Linked DNA regions of Mus musculus: regions 1 and 3 are each linked to region 2. The links are chromatin contacts, called in public Hi-C and HiChIP or PLAC-seq maps. All regions are on one chromosome and are shown on one strand. The core of a region is the stretch at or near the end of the contact, and the rest is flanking DNA. Distances in the headings are between cores, read along the strand shown. Region 1 has its middle 18 kb from the start of Gm41032. Region 2 has its middle 37 kb from the start of Foxd1. Region 3 has its middle 39 kb from the start of Gm41032.

Region 1 (3,088 bases), core at 195-2,694, 130 kb before region 2:
TTGTGTGTGTGTGCGCGCGCATATGTGTGTGTGTTTTCGAGACAGGTTTTTCAGTGTAGCCTTGCTGTCCTGGAACTCATTGGCTGACCTCACTAGTAGACCAGGATGACTTCAAACTCAGAAAGATCTGCCTGTCTCTGCCTCCGGAGTGCTGAGATTAAAAACATGAGTTATCACTGGCCAGCTCATTATATGTCTTATATCAAAGAAAGAACAAAGGCAGACAGGGAGGCAGACAGACAGACAGACAGACAGATAAAGTCCCACATGGGAGGGGCAAGCTCCTTGTAGTTAAGTACCTTCTATTTCTGTAGCCCTGTAATTGGCGAGTTCCAGATACCCATACATGTAGAAAAACATAAGCAAATAGTTCTTATAAATGTTGTCTTGTTTGTTTCTGGGTAGGAATTTGAGTTTGCCTTCCTATCTCTTTATTTTTCTGTATTCATCTGTACTTTTACATGGCATATAGATCCGCTCAGACAACAGTTTTTATAGTTTCCAACTCCTTGATTAAAAGAGAATCAAATCTCAAGAAGAAGGAAGACCACAGTGTGGTTAATTCAGTCCTTAGAAGGAGGATCAAAATACCCATGGGAGGAAATACAGAGACAAAGCTTGTAGCAGACACTGAAGGAGTGACCATCCAGTGACTGTCCCACCTGGGCATCCATCCCATATACAGTCACCAAACACAGACACTATTGCAGATGCCAACAAGTGCTTACTGTCAGGAGTCTGATGTAGCTGTCTCTTGAGAGGCTCTGCCAGTGCCTGACAAATACAGAAGTGGATGCTCACAGCCAACCATTGGACAAAGCACAGGGTCTCCAATGGAGGAGCTAGAGAAAGGACACAAGGAGCTGAAGGGGTTAGCAGCCCCATAGGAGGAACCAACTAGTACCCCCCCCAGAACTCCCAGGGGCTAAACCACCAATCAAAGGGTACACATGGAGGGACCCATGTCTCCAGCTGCATATGTAGCAGAGGATGGCCTTGTGGGACATTAATGAGAGGAGAGGCCCTTGGTCTTGTGAAGGCTCAATTTCCCCAGTTTAGGGGAATGCCAGGACAAAAAAGTGAGAAGGTGAGTTAGTGAGAAGGGGGAAGCGGGGGGGGGGGGGGGGCAGAAGGGAAATGAGGAAAGGGAATAAAATTTCCAATGTAAATAAAGAAAACATCTAATTAAAAAAAAAAGCAAAAAAAAAAAAAAAAAAAAAAAAAACGAAAAAACAAAAAAGAGAATCAAATCTTGCTTTGCTTTGGTGGGCACAGTGGCTCCTGTCTGTAGTCTCGGCTACTGGGGGGCTGAGGCAGGAGGACTTGGAGAGGACCCTGGCAAAGAATCAAGTCAAAGCCTCCAAGCCTAGGCCAGGGCACAGCGCACGTGTGCACTGAGTATGTTTTACGGTCACCAGCGGCTTCCGGGCGTGCCCAGCTCTGTTCTCAGCAGGGCAGCCTGTTCTCACAGGCTCCCGCGGCAAACCTGATGGGACACAGGGGCCGTCCCTGCTGCAGCCAAGTGCCTGCTTTTCCCACCTCAGAGTCTCCTCTTTCTTACCCTGACTCCTGATCTTCCCACATGTTCTGATCCACCATCTTTCCTGGGAGTCTCTTCCCTTCGGATCACAAAGTCGATTTATTAACTAAAAATTCCTTTATTAATTAAATAGAAAGTAAAAATACCCTCCCCGCCATTTTTTTCTTTCTTCTTCCTTTACTCTATAATCTCCACACGCCAGGCTACATATCATTGGTGCGGGTAGTAGAATTCCTATCGGCAGACCCCCAGCTCAGTGGTCTCCATAGCTTAGAAGAGAATTTCCTGTCCCCCCCCCCCCCAATTCTCCTTCACACCAACAGCCTCTTCTGTATGTCCACATACTTGGAATTCTTTTAATGAGGATAAATTGCTTTCATCTAAAAATCAAAGCCTAAACTTAAAATGTAAATAACTCTGGGAGGTTTAACACATGGCCTCCGTATTCACACTGGTGTGTGAATGTCTACTCTCTAAGGGGGAGAAGTGGCGAAGAGAAGACAGCTCTTGCTTACAGTCAGGCAGCTTGCTGATGGTGCTGGCTTCCTGATTCTTGAGCCCCCAGGCCTGCTCTCCTGATCCCGAGCCACCCAGAAGCAGAAGGCAGCTATGCTGCCCTGACCAGCTGTATATCTGTTCCAGACTCAGGATTACAATCATTTGGGAGAGGGTCAAACAAGTCAGAGCCCCAGATGGCAGAAGAGCTGCATTAACCTAAGACCCTTAACTCTTTCCCCAGGGCAGGAGACAGAGACGGAGACGGAGAGGGAGACGGAGAGGGAGACGGAGAGGGAGACGGAGAGGGAGACGGAGAGGGAGACGGAGAGGGAGACGGAGAGGGAGACGGAGAGGGAGACGGAGACGGAGACGGAGACGGAGAGGGAAACGGAGACGGAGAGAGAGGGATGAGGCTTTCCAGGCTCAGGATGCAACCTTGATCCAACGCTGGTCATGGCTTTAATTTTTGTAAATCAAAGCCTTCAGTTTTTCTTCACTCACTTAGCGGAAGACACATTTCCCAGGATGCATGGCGAAAAACAATAAACAAAAGGTACCAAATTAGAGATTGTATGACATTGTGTTATCACTTAACCCATTTGTAAGGGGGGCGCCTCATTCCCCCAGTTCCCAAACCTCTGCCTCCCAAAGCTGTCCTCACAAGATCATCCAAACCTTGGGAAACATTTGTCTAATTATCATCACACACGATGGGCCCACTGCCAGCTGCTTTTTATTTTAACTGTAGATTCATTCCAGGGTGTGTGTGTGTGTGTGTGTGTGTGTGTGTGTGTGTGTGTTCCATGGGTGGAGAGCCAGAGAGAGGAGCATATGTCTGTTTTGCTATTGCACAGAACTGATCAGACAGATTTCCTTTTATAATCACAATTAAACTTCCAGACCGGATCGTATGAATATTTCACATTTGGAGGATCTGAATGCATGTGGACTTGGGCAATCTCACAAAACCTTCTAAGTTTGGGGGTGAAATGCTGAGCCCTAAGATTGAGCATCTAGAGACACAATGGGCACCCAGGGACCAGAGGAGCT
Region 2 (3,301 bases), core at 188-2,687:
ACTCTGAAAAGCGTTTTCTAACTCAGGACCATGCCCCACATCCAAGAAACACACAACTGGAAAATAAAAGCGGGCTAAAGGAACCAACAGAGCCTGCATGTCACTCCACTGGCAGGGACCCAGGGTTCTACTCGTGAGCAGTTGTTCCCCTGATTGTGGGTCTACTGTGGGTGTGTCACATGAATTGTGTGCCCCCCCCCGACTGTTGCCTTGCCACATGAACGCTGCCGCCACACAGTTTGATCAGTGCCACCTGCAACTCTCACGCAGTTCACCAGCACCAAGGCCACTGGAAAGTAAACCCAAACAGGATGGCTAGCTGCCACAGATGCTTTGAGAAACAGCACTGGGGGCACGCCCAAACCACCCCCTCTCAAACACGGTGCCACGCTGCCAGAAGCCAGGGAGGAAAGATGGGGCTGGCCAGGAATCTCAAAGTGAACCCTGGGGTGGAGTGGGGCTCACTGGAGTAAGGAGGCAAGGTGACCACGATTGGCTCAAGAATAGCAGTTATCTCAGAAATTAGCCATTCCTGGTTCCCAAACAATGGAGACATCTTCAGGATGAAGGCCCTGGAAAGGAATCGGAAGAGCCCTATCCAACCCACACAGATTGACCCAACCTCTGTTCTAGTGAAAAGCTGAACTGCCTAAATGTTATTAACGTTTGAATAATGGGATACAGACGGAAACCGCTTAGCAAGAGGACTGAAGGCCCATTTATAATCCCCCATGCCCTGGGTTTCTGGAGGAGGCAGTGGAGGAGGCAGAGGGGCAGGGGTTGCTGCGGTTAAGTCTTGAGTTCAGGCTGATCCCACCTTCTCACTGGGAAAGAAAATCTAGAAAAATTCCTTCACAGCGGTTACTGGGCACTGATAGGAGGCAGAGCAATGGGAATTTGCCCTATTAGAAAGCAGCCCATGCTATTATACAGAGGAGCTGTTGCAAAGGCAAGCTACAGACAGCCTGGGTATTTTTCATACCGGGACTAGTGTGCTCTGGACAAACACAAATAGCTCCCAGCCTGCAAAGGGGTATAAACCTTCCAACCATGAATGAGTTCCCTGCCACCACCACCGACCCCCTCCTAAGGGTGCCTGGCCCTGCCAAGAAATCATTTACAAATAAAGAGCTCTCAGAAATGTGCCCTACCTTCGGCCAAAGAGAAGAACCTCTTTTCCAATAAATATTTGGCCAGGAAAGGGGGAGAGAGGCCAAGAGTCACAGAGGGAGGGGAGCAGCGGCCTGGGTTTGTTTGCATTGCCCGGCCAGAGCGGGAGCAGCCGGGCGCAGCTGACCACGGGTACAGATAGGTTAATTTCCACATGGAGCTGCAGAAACCCTATCCGCGGGTTGCGAAGCGTGGGTCAGCCAAGGCATGTTAATCTGTTTAGCATGTGCGCCGCACGGAGGAGCCAGACCACCGGGGCGCAGGAGGCGCGGCCGCAGCCGCAACCGCAGCCGCAGCCGCGCTCCTCCGGGGGAGTTAATAAAGAGCTTAAGGCAAGTAAATGTATCGAGCTTGCGCGCGGCTCCGGGCCGGCGGCCTCGGGGAGGGCGAGGCTGCCTGCGGCCGGCCATCGCGTCCCGCAGCCCTAGGAACCGCTCTCAGCGAGCCCGGCGCCCGAGCCTCCCGGGCGCCCGCGGGCCGGACTCCCATCGAGCGGGCCGGGTCGGGAAGCGCCGCGGTGGGGAGGAGGGGGAGCGAGGGCCTAGCCATCTCGAACATTTTTAACTAATCAAAATATTTGCTGATGAGTATTTATTTTTACAAGAAGTCGGTTTGGCTGGAGACCTTCCGAGCAACAATATGGGCTGCCGTATTAGGTTTGTGCCCCAGCCAAGTGCGGTTGGGCTTATTGAATCTGTGCGCACAGAGATCACTCGCTCCGGAGATGTTTCTGTGTTTTGGGGAAGGCGTTTTTTTTCCCAAGACCATCTTTCTGCAGATGTCCCTTAGAACACAACCACATGTCCCCCAAAGCACGGGGTACTTCTTGTATTATGTTTAGGCTGAATGAAAAGATCGCACGCCCTTTCCTGTCCAAGTCAACAAAAGAGAGGAAGAAGAGAAAAAAATCTGTCTTAAGAAAGAAGGCCAGAGCTAAGAGGTCCCAGTATAAGCACTATCAGCACAGGATTAATCCAGGCCAACACCCCACACACACTCCGTGGTCCTGCTAAGCTTTTCCTTCCTCTTGCCTCTCCTCTCTCAAAACTCACCCAAGAAAGCCTCATTTCAGCTTTCCTCCAGTAAAGCTGTTGAGTTTGGTCCAAAAGCGATTAAACAGCTGTTGCATTGAGTCATTGCAAAGCCACTGGCCACTGTCTAGGAAAAACCGAGAAAGCTTAAGTCAAAGTGAGGTCTGACAATGGGCAACTGAGGGTTCAGAGTAAACAGTCTTGATCTATAAAGACGCCTGGGAAACACTAGGCCATCACTCCGTACCGGTTAATAACAGAAGTGGGTGACGCTACCCTGGCTGCTGTTGGTCACATGAAGAAAATGGTATTTCTGTAAATTCAATCCTGGGCCCCAACTACCTGGTGAGTTGTCTTCTGACCCCACAAGTGCACTGAAACACACACACACAGAGAGAGAGAGAGAGAGAGAGAGAGAGAGAGAGAGAGAGAGAAAGAGAGAGAGAGGGAGGGAGGAGGGGGCTGCTACTAGGGGGTGGGGTAGTCCCTCACCCGACACCCTCAGCTATGTCTACTAAAGTAAGCTTTTCAATGGTGCAGTCTTGGGGAAAAAAAGAGGTTGGTTGGGCCAGGCACTCGTGGTGAGGAGACCACCACCAGGAAGTGGCTGCAGGAAATATAAATGAGCCAGTATTGGAATTGTCCAGTCATCTGATCAAGGAGCAAGCAAACCTACCCATCCAGAAAAGACTTCCCAAATGCAGGCTAAAGTAGGCTTCAGATACACAGGAAAACACACATCTGTAGCTGTGGGATTCCTAAGCTAAGGATCACAGGGAGATGTCCTGTGGTAGCTTCCAAAAGCAAGCAGAGTTGAGGAGGTGGTAAATGAACAGTGAGAAACTGTGACTCACTTCACTCTGTCAGAGGTGTGTTTATGCAGTTTGGGGGCCACAAGTGAAGACATCTGAACTAACACCGCTCCCTCCCCCACGGGATAGACCCTTGAACTGCCTGGTTTATGATCATCTTGATTGTGGTGACTTCATGACAGTTGCCACCGGTCTGGTGTTGGTTCATATAAGCCTCCCAACTCATAGCTAAATTGTCATGACTTATCAAAGCATGAAGGGAGTTTGTGGTGTCCTTCACTCAGGGAG
Region 3 (3,423 bases), core at 212-2,711, 110 kb before region 2:
CAGTAGCTGCAGATGCTTAAGGGGAGGTCACGGAGAGGCCAGTAGTCAGCTGGAGATTGAAGGAGAAGCCATTACCTGGACACTGTGGTCTGAGCTGAAGCTCTGTGGATGGCCCATGGGATGTAGAGTAGAGAGGAGAAGGCAGCTGGGCACAGAATCCCAAGAGAGCTCCAAGCAAACGCAGTAAGTGGGAGGAGGAGAGACTGCAAAAGGGACAGAACTGGGGGGAACTGGAGATGCAGGAGAAAGGCCTGGAGGGATGGTCCTCGGTGGCCATGAAGAGAAACTTAGTAACAGGATGGGTAAGTGTGCCAGCTCCACCAAGGGGCTGATTTAAGATCGCCATTTAAGAAACATCCTCACCGGAGTTGACATCCAAGGAGCCTTGGGTTGCCTTAGCAGTGAAGTTGAACTGCAAAGGGTTGAAGGTTAAATGGAGGGAAGCTAAGAGAGGCACAGAACTCCCTTCCTGCAGCTGCTGTGGGGACGCATGTCCCCCCCTGAGTACCTACTTTTCATCCCACAGGAAGCTCAGAAGGACTCTAACCAGCACTTCATTTTTATTTTTAAAATACGCACTGCCTCACGAATCCACACCATCTTTTCACAGGGACCACATTAAGCTTCCGCGTATTATTTAGGTTTTGGTGCGTCTGCCAAAGTGAGCCCTGGCTGTTCATCTTGATGATCAACTTGAAACGGGGTTCTCAAGACACACACCCTAGTGCCTACGACACTATGCACTGGAGGAAAGCCAAACCCACACTCACAGCCAGAATATGAAAACTATTTAAAACACGCTTGATTCTTCTCCGGAACAGCGCTCCTCTCGTGGCAAAATCATCCTCTCCAGCCAGGTGGCAAGCTAAGCAAATCCAGCCATGACTCCAGGCCACAAATATCAGCACCATGGCTGCCAAGCCTTGCGGGCCTGAGTTTGTTGCCTAACAGGAAACCCAGGGAGCAAAACAACCTATACCTCTCCTCCATGACGGCTGACCACTCTAAGGAAACTCAGAGAGCCTGCAATGAGGGAAAAGAAGAAACTGCAAAAACACCAAAAAAGAAACAGAAGATCAGCCCAATGCCATACAATGTGAGCAATATTGCTAGAGGAGTCTGCATCTCTCGGCCAGACCCTTCAGGGCAGAGGTTAGCTCTGCAAAGAGATGGGGGCCCAAAGGGCCATCTTAGTGTTGTCACCTCCTAGTTGATCCTCCAGGTGACACCCACCGATTCAGCTCCTAATCTGATCCTGTGAACAGCCAATGTGCAGGAGGGGATGCTGGGCAGGGCCAGCAGGCCAGGCTCTGTCTCCGCAGCTGAGGTGTGGGAAACAATCTGGAAGGACTCCAGTAGCTGGAGTCTCCTGGCTTGTCATTTGGTCTAGGTGAAAACACAAGGCAGAATGGCTGTTCCCCCCCCACCTCGGGTGGGGTGGCTGAAAATGAACACAAGAGGGCGCTCTCTGTCTTGACCTGGGCATAGGTTATAGGGCAACTGGAGTTGAACCCTTAAGATCATGTGGCATATTGTGCTTCCTTTTAAAAAGCCGTTGCTCCCCACCCCTGACTAAGGCAATGACTCTATGTCCAGTGGCTGCCCATTGCCAGATTCCAAAATACCACCCTGCCATTTCTCTCTCTTTCTTTGGGCAATGGTCTGCAATTTTCCTCTTGCCCTGCAGCCACTACTATGCAATTTGCACCTCACTAATTTCCTGGCTGAGGCTTAATGCTGTCTGGTCCCTGCTCACCCACCCACCCGGACAGCAGTGGCAGCAGCCTGTTGCTCGCATCTGATTGGATGCTTGTGGACTGGACACACCTCAGAAATTCAGCTTTGAAGGATCACAAAGAGGGGCAGATGTTTGAGGAGCAGAGAACCCCTAGAGTGAGGGTTCCTCCACACCCATGCTATGAATGGAGCTGTTGTGAGCAAGCAAACACATCCCACTTCGCTTGGTTGGAGGGGGTGTTGCTTGCCAGGATCGCTGCTTGCCAGGATCGCGTGATTGACGCTCTTGTGGTCCAATTTGCTGCTCATTGAAGCATTAAAGCGGCAACCCTGAAGTCACTAGAAAGCCAGCAGCCCGAGCTAGGAGTGCTCTGTTCCAACCTACAAATAAAAAGCATTCCGTTGACTTTCTCATTTTGCCTGAGTTCTCAAAGCGTCTTTCACGTGGGCTTGCCAAATATGTAATGCATTGGACCGCCAAGTACTTCTGCAGGTGGCAATTAAAACAGCTGAGGTCTTCTCCCTCCATAATGATGGGGTGGGAAGACTATATATAAGGGTTGAGGTTCTTTATTTATGCTTCCTCATTCTTAGAGGCAGGGTGGTTTAGGGGGAAAATTCACTGGCGTTAGATGCCAGGTTTTGGTACAGATTAGTCCGTGACCTCAGATGGCTTATTTAGTTGCCTTGAGTCTTGGCTTTCTAATCTGTGAAATGAGAGGTTAGAATAGATCATAGTTCAAGGGTCATTTTTGGCTAATGTTCTTGGAGCCGGCTGTATCCTTGCATGGACACTATCTGTGTGTGTGTGTACACACACACACACACACACACACACATATACATATATAACACACACACACACACATACACAGTGGTCTTTTAAGTGAAAGCATCCTGTCTGGAGGTAGAGATTCATTGATTAAACACATTCTTAGCAAATTATACAGAAATATCTCTGTGAAAGATACAAGGATGGATGCAAGTAACTTCTTTTTCCTTCTAATTCTTTCCCTCCCTCGCTCCCTCCCCCACCTCCGTCTGTCTGTCTGTCTGTCTGTCTGTCTGTCGTCTGTCTGTCTGTCTCTCTGTGTGTGTAGGTGCTCATGCATGTACGTTCAGGTGCTGGTGGAGGCTAATACATATTGGAACTGGAGATACAGAGCGTTGTGACTGGCCCCGTGTGGGGCCAGGAGCCAAACTCAGGTCCTCTGCGGGAGGCAGGGTGCGCATAACCACCTCTCCAGTCTGAAACACGTGCAATTTATACAATTTGAGCAAGTTGCTCAAGGTATCTCTGGCCATTTTTAGCTTTTTCTCCCCTGTGAATAAGTATAAGTGTGCATAAATGCACACACACACACACACACACACACACACACACACACACACACACACACACACACACACACACACACACACACACACACACACACACACACACACACACACACACACACACACACACACACACACACACACACACACACACACACACACACACACACACACACACACACACACACACACACACACACACACACACACACACACACACACACACACACACACACACACACACACACACACACACACACACACACACACACACACACACACACACACACACACACACACACACACACACACACACACACACACACACACACACACACACACACACAC

The links. A called contact is a pair of places that touch in the nucleus more often than the background predicts. HiChIP or PLAC-seq counts read pairs in DNA pulled down with a chosen protein or histone mark.
Region 1: a contact with region 2 is called in an H3K4me3 HiChIP or PLAC-seq map of embryonic limb bud, with 2.8 times the contacts expected there. The contact joins two enhancer-like sites. A contact is called at or near these places in 1 of 15 datasets of contacts at CTCF or cohesin (the NIH/3T3 cell line), 7 of 484 Hi-C or Micro-C datasets (the N1E-115 cell line, embryonic stem cells, nephron progenitors and 1 more), 10 of 115 datasets of contacts at active chromatin or transcription factors (craniofacial prominence, embryonic forebrain, embryonic hindbrain and 5 more) and 1 of 9 other capture datasets (embryonic stem cells).
Region 3: a contact with region 2 is called in a Hi-C map of the N1E-115 cell line, with 7 times the contacts expected there. The contact joins two enhancer-like sites. A contact is called at or near these places in 10 of 39 promoter capture datasets (the 3T3-L1 cell line, 3T3-L1-derived adipocytes, the HPC-7 cell line and 5 more), 1 of 15 datasets of contacts at CTCF or cohesin (stem cell-derived epiblast-like cells), 15 of 484 Hi-C or Micro-C datasets (the N1E-115 cell line, cranial neural crest, embryonic fibroblasts and 5 more), 10 of 115 datasets of contacts at active chromatin or transcription factors (craniofacial prominence, embryonic forebrain, embryonic hindbrain and 5 more) and 3 of 9 other capture datasets (embryonic tail, liver and pancreatic islet).

Annotation. Positions count from the first base shown.
Region 1 is chr13:98,516,882-98,519,969 of GRCm38.p6, reverse strand. No RefSeq gene overlaps it. Among named protein-coding and RNA genes, the nearest start is that of Gm41032, 18 kb to the left of the region's middle. Within about 2 kb of position 1,444, at least 26 of the 459 cell types and tissues checked have an H3K27ac peak or open chromatin away from gene starts, as enhancers often do. A contact at or near this core is called in embryonic limb bud, where this site is marked.
Region 2 is chr13:98,389,512-98,392,812 of GRCm38.p6, reverse strand. No RefSeq gene overlaps it. Among named protein-coding and RNA genes, the nearest start is that of Foxd1, 37 kb to the right of the region's middle. Within about 2 kb of position 1,437, at least 50 of the 459 cell types and tissues checked have an H3K27ac peak or open chromatin away from gene starts, as enhancers often do. A contact at or near this core is called in the N1E-115 cell line and embryonic limb bud, where this site is marked.
Region 3 is chr13:98,495,684-98,499,106 of GRCm38.p6, reverse strand. No RefSeq gene overlaps it. Among named protein-coding and RNA genes, the nearest start is that of Gm41032, 39 kb to the left of the region's middle. Within about 2 kb of position 1,461, at least 29 of the 459 cell types and tissues checked have an H3K27ac peak or open chromatin away from gene starts, as enhancers often do. A contact at or near this core is called in the N1E-115 cell line, where this site is marked.